Linked DNA regions of Gossypium hirsutum: region 1 is linked to region 2. The links are chromatin contacts, called in public Hi-C maps. All regions are on one chromosome and are shown on one strand. The core of a region is the stretch at or near the end of the contact, and the rest is flanking DNA. Distances in the headings are between cores, read along the strand shown. Region 1 has its middle 24 kb from the start of LOC107919910. Region 2 holds the start of LOC107920360 (probable E3 ubiquitin-protein ligase ARI8).

Region 1 (6,056 bases), core at 3,125-5,624, 230 kb after region 2:
AAACCATGAGGAACTAATCCCTCTATGGGGGATTAATGAGTGGAGGAATGATCTATTGATTGTTTTGTAGGGTTACTCAATGCATCAGCTGTTTAGAAAAGAAAGAACGTGAAACAAACCTTATGCCTGCCAACCTCAGGAAGTCATCAAGGTGGGAATTAACCCAAAATTGGTATAGCCCATCCGTGAACACCTTCACCCTAAACCAGTCTAGACTGTGAGATTGGAAGAAAACTAGTCCATTCTGACTCATTATGTTAGTGGAAGATCGAAAGATCCTGCTAGGGTGGCGCCTAATTGATTGACGAGGAACCCTAAACAAAAGTTGATGGGGATTATCAAAGCGAGCTAATTACCTATAATCAAGATTTGATTCATTCTCCTTTTCTATCCCTTGAATTTTATTTCTTTTATGATATTTTGTTAAAACCCTAAAAATCATTTATTTTATGTTTTCGTAGTATAACTAATTTAAAGTACTAATTAGATCTTTTAGTGTTTAGGTTAGAATTGATCTATTGATAGTGATGTTCCTAGAAACTAGTTGTTTGTCACTTTATTTTACAAAATTTCTTCATCTTTCAAAGTTGCGGAAAAACACTATACATATCAAATTTTAATTAGGTTGAGTAACATGCATGCATAAAACCCAAATTCGAAAACCACAAACCATAGTAAAAAATAATACTTTACAGTCCAAAAATCGAATTAATACTTATTAAAAATTGTTAATAGTAAAAATAGTCCGAAGTCCATGACACATTCGCATGTCGGGTCTGATCCTAATCTTGATCATTACCTAAGAAGTTAAGACTAGGGGATGAGCTTGAAATAGCTCATTGTGAATCAATATCAATATAATCAATTACAATTTCATTACAGTATATGCAGTACAAGGCAAATTTCAATAAACATACGAATATGTCATGAGCGCGATGCGATGCACAAGCGGGCGTTTCATGATATAGAATTTAAGTCTAACTATATGTACTAGGACGATTTGCCAATATCATTAGTGTAGTATTTACATCATACAAACTGGCACACTTATATTTGGTGCATTATCCTCAAAGACACCACTGCTTAATTATTTGCGCATTCCGGAAGACAACTCATCTTACTCGATTGCCTTTAATCTATTACGGATGACTTGAAAACAGAATATTTCATGTTCGATTATACAAAGCCTTGCACACATAAAGCTTTCACTATGAGATTTCATACATGAAATACCATAATACAGATTTTATTAAGCCATCCATTCTTAAGTCTCATTTTTTATTATTGATAGTGATGTTTCTAGAAACTCGTTGCTTCTTACTTTGTTTTGCAAAATTTCATTATCTTTCAAGGCAGCGAAAAAACACTATACATGTCAGACTTTAATTAGGTTGAGTAACATGCATTTTCTAATTAACATATATAGTCGATGTGTTTAAATAATGCATGCATAAAACCCAAATCCGAAAACCACAAACCAGAGCCAAAAATAATACTTTACAGTCCAAAAACTGAATAAATACTTATTCAAAATTATTAATAGTAAAAATAGTCCGAAGTCCATGATACGTCCACATGTCGGGTCTGATCCTAGTCTCGATCATTACCTAAGAAGTTAAGACTAAGAGGTGAGCTTAAAATAGCTCAGTGTGAATCAATATAAATATAATCAATCAAAAATTTCATTATAATACAGTACAATACAAGGAAAATTTCAATAAACGTACGAAAATGTCATGAGCATGATGCAATGCAAAAAGGTTCCTACCCATCCATCTGCTACACACCACGAGTTCTCCAAGACCTGTTTGCCAAACACCAAACAATGCAAGCCAAAGCTCGATGTGGATAAACCACCAGTACAGTAGTACAGATAAACTGCTAATAAATATGCAGATAAACTGCCAATAAATATGCAGACAAGCAGTCAATTTCGTGGACAAGCCACCAATAATGGTAAATGCCGTGAAACTACCAATAGTGTGGACAAGCCAGCAACAATGCAAACAAGCTGCCAATAATGCGACAAAATTTCCAATCTCTTCGGTACTCCCAGTGCAGTGCACTGACAACAACATTGCGAAATTTAACTGTCGTCGGTACTCCACGAAACTCCTCCATCAACCACAAGAACCCACCTCATGCATATGCAATAAGACATACAATCATTGAGCAAAATCATGCTTTCAGTTTGATTTTAGTACAATGACATGTTTTACATGCTTACGGTAACATATTCAATTCAATGGCATGGTTAAACATGCTCATAGTAACATATTCAGTTTAATGGCGTGCCTAACATGCTTATGGTAACAGTTTTAGTACATGGATTGCAAGCCTTCAGTCAATCGATGAAATGGCGTCGCAATCAAACACACTTAATATGCAATCAAACAATGACTCAATGAGTTGCATGCTATTCAAGTACCCAGTAAACAATAACAATCCATATCATGTCATTACAAAGTATATCAATATCAAGCATGCAACAAATTAATCAGACACACCAAATGTGCATTCATGCAAATTTGATAAGGCTTATCTCTCGATAAATTGTAAATAACGTACCATGCTCGGCACGGTTCAATATTCTTATTTGGCCACTCGGCCATGTCCTACCAGCAAGCAATATTTACCAATTCAACATATATTTTAATGTATTACAAACAATTATTTAAACTTTGGACTCACACCTTAATTCGCAACTCGCAGCATTACGCTGTAAAGAGCCACACTTTCGCACCTTAAACGATCGTTGATTTAAAAAAAATCATTAAAACATTCATCTTACACTTATGACCAGCCTTGAAACATTCCTAAGGGTTTAGACAAGGCAATATTTCAATAACGAATTTTCAAATTCAAAAAAATGATCAATCTTACACTAAAACAACGCTTAGCGAGAGTGCGATTAGGTTCCGATTTTGCTGCTGGTCTGGGATGTTACAATCAGTACCTATGATCAATTTTATAAAAAAAAATCAGTAATTAAACTTTACTAAAAGGCCTTAGAAATATCTGGCCAAAACATCAGCTTTAAGCGAAATTAATACAATACTAGCTTTCGCTAAATTCTGCACTTACGCTACTCGTTAACTACTTTCGTGTCACCAAATGAAGGGAAACGACTTCGCCTAAAAATTATAAAAACATGATTAAAAACTGATTATATGAGTCGAGTGACAATATTTTCCTAGCTAGAAAAGGGTGGCAAAAGTGATAAAACATCAACCCCCAAAGTGGTGTTTAAGGCACACCACCATGGACGGCACAAAGAGGGGCTGCTTAGGGATTGTTTTAAATTTGAAAAAATAAAGGAAAAGGGGATGGAAACAGAGTTATATCAGTATAATAAGGACAAAAATCGACAGACACAATAGAGGTTTTAAGGAACGGGAAACACCCCCAACGGCGGTGGTTTAGAGTGCTGCCTTGGGAAATTTTTAGGGAATGTATAAGGCTAAAAGGAGGCTATTTTTTAACAACAAATTAACATAAAATTCCAGAAATAAATCAATAATAAATGGAAATAAAAGGAAGAGAAAATAAACATCACCTACACAAAGAGGAGAAGGGCGACAATGGTGATTTTTTTGTGGAAGCAATGAGGGTTGTTTTCGTGTGGTAAAAATAAAAAAATGAAGATTGGAAAATGAATGGAAAAAGGACAGCAAGAAGTTGAAGAAAATGAACAAAAAACCACCACCAGTAGAGGAGAAGTGGACAGTAAAGAGGGTGCAAAAGACTAGGGTATGGGTAACTCAAGAAAGGAGAAGAGAAAGGAAAAAAAATATATTGAGAGAGAAGGAAGATGAGGTGTTGGATGGTAGCTACAAAAGGAGAACAATGAAGAAGTACAGAAAATTTAAAAAAAAAGTATACTTAACCCTAGGGTTACTACGTTGGATAGCAATACAATAGGAGCAAGAAGAAAATTTTGTAAAAAATTCAACAATATGCAATAGAAGGGATTCAAACTCAGGTCTCAAAGACTACTGCACTCACTCCTTAATTCTCTCAAAAAATTTGGGATGTTACATAAATAATCCCCCTTAGTGTGTCTTGCACCAATAATTACAGATAATCAAATAAGCTAGATTTTGGCGAAAAGTCCTTGTTGCGAACTGCTGTTAGCGACTTGCCCTAATGAACTCAGATTTGTATTACGGTCCTTATCTATTCCTAATTTAGACCCAAGTCTGCATATTCATGTTTTACGAAAACATACTGGCAGATTCATAAAGAAGACTCCTATTGTGGGTTAAGAAAGAAAATCAGCTCATCTTAATCAAACAGACCAATCTAGTGAATCGTCGTATCCTACCTCAATAATAATAGATAACCCATCCATAGTGGTCCACTTCTAGAAACAGATAACATGTAGGCAAATTCTTAAGAGCGAATCCCCTATTTACGGAATCATACCTGTAAGATAATCCTGATGGATTATCTTATCTTGCACATATGGACTCACGTAACCAGATAACCCTCTCTTGGTGGACTTATCAAGCGGATCCCAATTTTGTGGATGCAAAGAGCCAACATACATATATATATTCTCACACAAGATTTTAACTTGCGAACTTTCCCATGATTATGCAACCTAGGCAAGTCAGGCGAATTCATAATGTGAATTGCTTTGTAGATCTCATTGGATCTGGCCATGGTCATAGACCTGCCTTCATTCAAACGTCCCATAAAGGACTTTCATACATCCGATAAAGGGGCTCTCATATACGTCCCATAAAGGGCACTCATATACTGGCACCTTTCTTCATACAATCCACTTGAACCTCCGCAAATCCTCTTTGTTAATTCGAGAAAGCATCGTACGATAAACCGAAAGATTTTAGGGCATTACAAAACACTTTCCAAATCATTTAATAGGGTTTTTTAGCAACTAAAACATGAACTTTCAATCAATTAACATCTCATCATTGAATTGAAACACAAGTAGCAGCATAATTACGTCTTTCAACGCAACAATTGCATTTTTAAGCATCCAAACACACCAATAATCATAAAGTCAACAATACATACAATTACATATCATTTAATCACTTCACATTTTCAAACGTTCTAATTACCTTACTACCAAACCTAGGCGAAGAGCAAAGGCTAGACTATATTAGTAACAAGTAAACCCTTTGTATGTAAAAATCTCGATATATTTTTGGGATAAAGGTGAATCGTAAGGCCTAATACGACCCATAAAGCACTTGATCACAATCAACTTTGTACGCCTACTTGGGTATTGAGCATTTACCTAAAAAAATGAAATTCCTTGGAATGTATAATTGCAACTCCGTAAAATGGAATCAGGTACCTTTTTTCTTACATATGGAACCATTCATATATGTGGAGATAACATATAGAATATGGATTTATTTTATAAGTATCCGTTTGTATCCATTTGATTCGATTGACTTTTGCTTGAATCAGATGATGAAAAATTATCATGTCCGGTTCCTTTGGGGGATGGATCTAAACAAATTAACCTATCCTAATAACAAAAAAACCTGACTTGAACGATCCTGTATTAAGAGCTAAATTAGCTAAAGGTATGGGTCATAATTATTATGAAAATTCAATTATATCGAGTCATAAAGATAACTAGTACTCATTCTTAGAAATATTTTAGTCTAACTTTCCAGAACAACTCAATATTTTTTATTTCTAGTACTTTGTAAACTTTCGACACTGAGAAATTTTGGGCCATTACAATAAGATTCCATAATTATAGAAGATCATCATTTTCTATGAGCCAAAGAGCAAGCAAGCCTAATGGCCTTGGTTTTTAGTACCTTTATGAGAGCAGCTTGTTGAAGAATAAATCGAGATCGGACTAGGATTGAGAATAGAAAAGAAGAATTTAGAGAGAAGAAAATTGTGAGAAGAAAAGAGACTGAAAACCAGATTCAATATTGCATGCCTTTCCTCTATTCTGCTACAAATCATATATGGAATTCAATAACCGCTACTGCGATAGACAAAACGCATCCGTTTTGACAATGTAAAACTCACCGTATCACTAAGCCCTTTAATGAAATACGGCG
Region 2 (5,512 bases), core at 1,547-4,046:
ATCCAAATTAGAATTGATAGGGCATTAATAAAATCAAATAATAAAAAAAAAGGAGACCGAATTAAGAACTAGGGTTCTTGAAGGAATCCAAGTCGGTTAAGGAAACTCTTGTTCTTGTCAATTAAGTGAAAACAAATAATTAGAACAAATTTAAAGAATACAGACTAAAACCGAATGAAATCACAAGAAAGATTAAAGAGAATGTTTGGTTAGCCAAGAATAATGAATAACTAGATATTTGGAGGGGTTTGGGTTATTCTTGATGAAGAATAGGCTATCAAATTAAGATCTAAACAAAAGAAACAAAAATAGATTAGAAATTGAATGAAAACAATTAAAAAAGAAGCCCAACAAAAAAGAAAGGTAAGGGTGGCCAAAAGGAGTCCAAGAATGAGTAGAATAAGATTTCTTGAAAGAGAATAAACAACTATTGGGCTCTAAAGAAGTCTCCAATTAGATCTGACACAAAATAACAAAAACAATTTAGTAGAATAAAGATTTAAGCCAAAAGAAAACTATTCTGTAACAAAAGAGTTCAAACAACAAGAAAAGCAAAGAACTATTTTTAGGATGTTTCTTGATGAGATAAGATAAGAGAATGTCCCTTTTGATGGAAACAAGACTTGGAATTAAGTAAATTCAAATATTAGCTTCAAAATAAAAAGAACATAACGGGAGAAAAATAGAAAAGAAAGAAAAAAGATGGAAAATATTAAAGTAGTGTGTAGAAAGTCTTAAGAGCTTTGGAAATAAGATGAATCCAGAACCCCTTTCAAACAACTCCAATTTTCCCTCAAAGAAAGACTTTTTGGCAAGAAAAAGCTTGAAGATGATTCCTACAATCTAAAAATATAGTTAAAACTCTTCTAAAAGAAAACTCAAGAGAAATTCTTCAAAAGAATACTCAGAAAGAAATTTAATAACTCAAAAGAGAATAATCAATGAATGAATAAAGGGGCACCGCAATGCCCAAAATGAGTATTCAAATAAAGTAGATAATATATATTAATTATGAATCTTCTTATATTTTTAAATGTTTTGAATGAATTAAAGATTCAATTTTAACATGATTTGGCGATTACAACTTTGATTTGACAGTTTCTCAACATTAGGGGGAGGTAAATAATAGTTGGATGAAATAAATTACTTAGAACGAATTATCATTATCTAGATCCTCATAGAAAGTAATTTGAACCAGAAGTTCAAAAAGATAATTCACTTTATTACAAGTTATTTGTTAGATGTATTTACTGGCCTGATAAGAAAACCAAGTGTTATATACTAGCTAAAGTTTTGATTTGAATTCAAGTCCCAATAGAATAACTTGTTAGAATAAATGAAAGTAATGCATATCTAACGCATGGTAGTTCAATTGGTTCCAAAGATGAAAATTATTGTAAAAGAAAATAATAAATCTAAATGTTCATATAGTGGAGGCGGTGCTTCAAAATAGACCTAAGACATAAGTAATTTAAAACTCCCAAAGAGATTCATGTACTTGAAGATGGAAATAATGAAAATAAGAAGATCTTGTTAAGTTATGCCAATATAAGAAAATTTGGAACCTTGAAATATGAAAAATTGTTGACAATGATTTTGTCTGCAATGATATTATAATTGAGAGAATCAACTAAATGAGGATTTTGAATAAATCTATCGAGAAATATAGACATGGAAAAGCTTGACCAAAATAAAAATGGGTTACAAATTATGAAAAGATACAATATTCTTTTATGGTTGATGCAATAACCTTTAGATATATTATTAAGTCTAATAGTTTATGAAATATTTGACATGGGTCTTATGATTATTGTTATAACCTTTTATACGAATCAATACAATGAAGTTTATATTTAAATCTTTGAAGGATTTAGAATGCTAGAAACATATAACAATTCCTAGGAAATTATTCAATATGTTTGCATCAATTTTATATGAGTTGAAATGATTTAAATATATGTGGTAAACTTGACTTAATGTATAATAGTTGAAAGAAGATTATAAAATGATCCAAGATATACATGTATAGAAGGATCATGATCAAAGTTTGCTATGATTATTGTTGGGACTCCTGAATAGATTAAAATATGTCTCAAAAAGTCTTCCTCACTTATGACTTCCAAAAGAATAATAATATAAATGTTTAGTAAATTAGTTCAAGTGATCATTTGAAAAGTTAATATTCAAGATGAAATACATAAAATATGAGATATAATGTGATGTAGCCATGAGGGGAGTAAATACACATTGTACTCCTTTTTCAAGGTTTTGTCCCACTAGATTTTTCTGATAAAATTTTTAATGAAGTAACATGTTATGTGCACCAGAAGTAAATATACTTTTTTTCCCTCACTAATTTTTTTCAAAAGGTATGGACATGAGTGTTATGAATATTTTATTATTAAATAAATATCCATTAAAATCAAGATAAATTTGATGTAGTTAAGACTAATGTTTATTATAAGTAGAGTTTTATATTATATATACTTCTTATATTTATAAATATAAACTTAAACATCTTTGTATCCACATATATAAAGATGGCATGGTCTTTTAACTTCCTTTTTGCTCGCTAATGCTTTCTTAGAATCAATTTAACATTACTTTTAAAAAATACTTTTAGGACAAAAAATACTTTTAAGATAAAAATATTACTAAATAAAATATTTTTTTGTTTCAAAACTATTTCTTGAAAACAATGCTAAATTAATCTTATTATTTGGTGTTAAAAAAAATCCAGTTTCAACCTAAATATATGATTATGCTCCTTTTCTGAAAAAAAAAAACTTTTGACGTTAAAAATTTGCAACGTGTTTCCCTTCAATTTCGGTCCAAATAGTAGTGATGGTGTGATTTTGTAGATCCATGTTTTAATTTTCGGTCCAGAATTACTAAATTTGTATTTTTGCTAAATATAATTAACTATATAAAATAAAATTAATTGCACCTTTGTTTTCTTTTCTTGATTCTCCAGTGTTCACCCCATCAAAAGCCAAAACGAATTTAACTTACTAAAGTTTCTGGATTTTATTTTCGATTTCCATTTCCTTTCTGCTTTTCCTTTCCCTCCCTAGTTTCACACATTTTCTCTCCCCTTATTTACATCTCTGCCACTCATTCTCCAACCTAATTTATCCTTCATTGATCTCACACCATCCGGGCTATTCCTGCTAGGGTTTGCTTTGTTTTGATTTCTCCCTTGATTATATATATTTAAAGAAGGAAGGAAGAAAGGAAGAAAGGAAGCAGGAATATGGAGTCGGAGGATGATTTCGATATGCACGATGCCAACGAGTCGGGGGAAGACGATTTCTACAGTGGCCGCGACGATGATGCTGGAGCCATACCTACTTACGATGATTCCGACGCCGATGACGCTGATTACGAGTTTATCGACAACGATTCTGATGATTCCGTTGATTATGTCTCTCATAGTCACCAGGTATCTGTTCCATTTTTTTCCCTTTGGGTTTCGCTTTGTTTGCTTTGATTTTTTCCTTTAGAAATTAAAACTTATGCCTTCCTTTTTCAGTATTAATTTTGTGGCTTATGTTGTAATTTGTTGATGTGAGTTAAATGCTTGTCACATGCATTATTATTTCGTACAAATTTGAACCTTTTCTAATTCCAATTAAATTGTTTTTTTTTTCTGCGTGATTATTGAATTGCTCTTGCCTTTTTTTTTTAACAAATTATATTATCTTTAGGAGGTAATGCTTGCGAACATTGACTACCTTAATATGCTTGATTTTCATTTTTCTTTTTTTTTTCTCCGTAAAATTTTGAGATTACACACAAGATTTTGAAGCTTTTTGGTTCCTAAAGTCGGAAAAAATTGATCTTACCCGTAAAAAGATTTATTTATTCGAAGCTTTTTCTAGATACTGAACCATTGGATTATGTGCAGTGCTAAGGTTGGTACTGAACAGAATGGATGAAAAGGAAATTAAATTAAATAGCACAATAAAATGATTCCATGACCTGTCGGTTCACTAAAACTTACCAACTTTTCCATTTCTTTCTGTTTTCACAAACCTTTTGATTTTTGTTTTTCCCAAGAATCTTCAACTTTAGTTTCTTTAGGTGTTGAATAAACATATCAAAGTTCTAAGTCAAAATCGTGCTGCCAAACTCTAGACCAAAATGATTTTACTTTTGGAAAGAACTTTGTGGCATATTCATTGCTACTGAAAAAAGGGACCTTATTTGTTTTTCCTTCCACAATTCATTACACCTTAGGTAATGTTTACACTTTACAATTTAGTGTTGTACATAATGAAAAAGTGCAACCATACTGGGTTCCATTTCGTAAAGGTTATTTTATTGATACAATTTGAAATCCAGCTTGGTGCTGCTCATTACCTGCTTTGTTTGTTAAACTAGTAAATTCTCTGATGAAATTAGAGATGAATACTCTAATGTATTGAGGAAAAACTCACTCAAAAGTATGTATTTGTTAGAAATATGTACAGTTCTACATACATGAAGATTGAATATACTAATTAATGCTATCAAATAATCAAAAGATTCTCAACACTCTCACTCAAGTTGGGGCATAGATGTTTCGCATGCCCAACTTGTAAAGAAGATTATGATATAAGTCTTACAGTTGATCCCTGTAGTAAAAACATCTACCGATTGTTTTTCGGATGCTAGATAAGATAGACTTAAGGCACCACTGACTATTTTTTCCTTGATAAAATGACGATCTATTTCGATGCGCTTGGTTCTATCGTGTTGCACTAGATTTTGAGCTATGCTGATGGCTGCTTTGTTGTCACAGTACAAGGTTGATCCATTTTCGTTCAACAATTTTAGCTCTTCCAATACCTGTTGTAGCCATAAAATCTCACAAACACCTTGAGCCATGGCCCTCTATTCAGCCTTTGCACTTGATCGAGCCACAACACTTTGTTTATTGCTCCTCCAAGTGACTAAGTTTTCTCCCACAAGAGTAAAATAACCTGTTGTAGACCTTCTATCATCAAGAGAGCCAGCCCAATTTGCATCTGTAAATACTTCTATCTTGAGATGACTATTTTTGGAGAAGAGAATACCTTTGCCCGATGCAGACTTCAAATAGCACAAAATTCGCAATACTGCCTGCATATGAGTTTTGCAAGGATCATGCATAATTTGGCTTACCAAACTAACCGCATAGGCTATATTAGGTTAAGTATGTGCGAGATAAATTAATTGTCCAATGAGTCTTTGATATCTCCCTTTATCCACTATTTTATCAATCCCTACTTGTAACTTGTGATTATTCTCAATAAGTGATTCTGCTGGTTTGCAACTTAACATGTCAGTCTCTGTGAGAAGAACTAAGACATACTTTCTTTGGGAAACAAAGATTCACTCTTTTGATCTGACATGTAAGAAAGCATTCTTTACATCAAGCTGTTGCAAGTCTCAATCGAGATTTGTTGCACATGATAAAAGGATTCTAATCGTGTTCAATTTAGCAACTGGAGCAAATGTTTCTTAATAATCTATTTCATGTCTGAGCGAA

The links. A called contact is a pair of places that touch in the nucleus more often than the background predicts.
Region 1: a contact with region 2 is called in a Hi-C map of leaf, with 1.7 times the contacts expected there. The contact joins the enhancer-like site here to the promoter of LOC107920360 in region 2. A contact is called at or near these places in 10 of 34 Hi-C or Micro-C datasets (anther, callus, hypocotyl and 2 more).

Annotation. Positions count from the first base shown.
Region 1 is chrD13:31,784,742-31,790,797 of Gossypium_hirsutum_v2.1, forward strand. No RefSeq gene overlaps it. Among protein-coding and RNA genes, the nearest start is that of LOC107919910, 24 kb to the right of the region's middle. Within about 2 kb of position 4,375, at least 7 of the 9 cell types and tissues checked have an H3K27ac peak or open chromatin away from gene starts, as enhancers often do. A contact at or near this core is called in leaf, where this site is marked.
Region 2 is chrD13:31,554,660-31,560,171 of Gossypium_hirsutum_v2.1, forward strand. It overlaps LOC107920360 (probable E3 ubiquitin-protein ligase ARI8), which reads left to right and starts at 2,797. Exons shown (of 15, transcript XM_016850039.2): 1 at 2,797-3,442. The coding sequence starts at 3,254.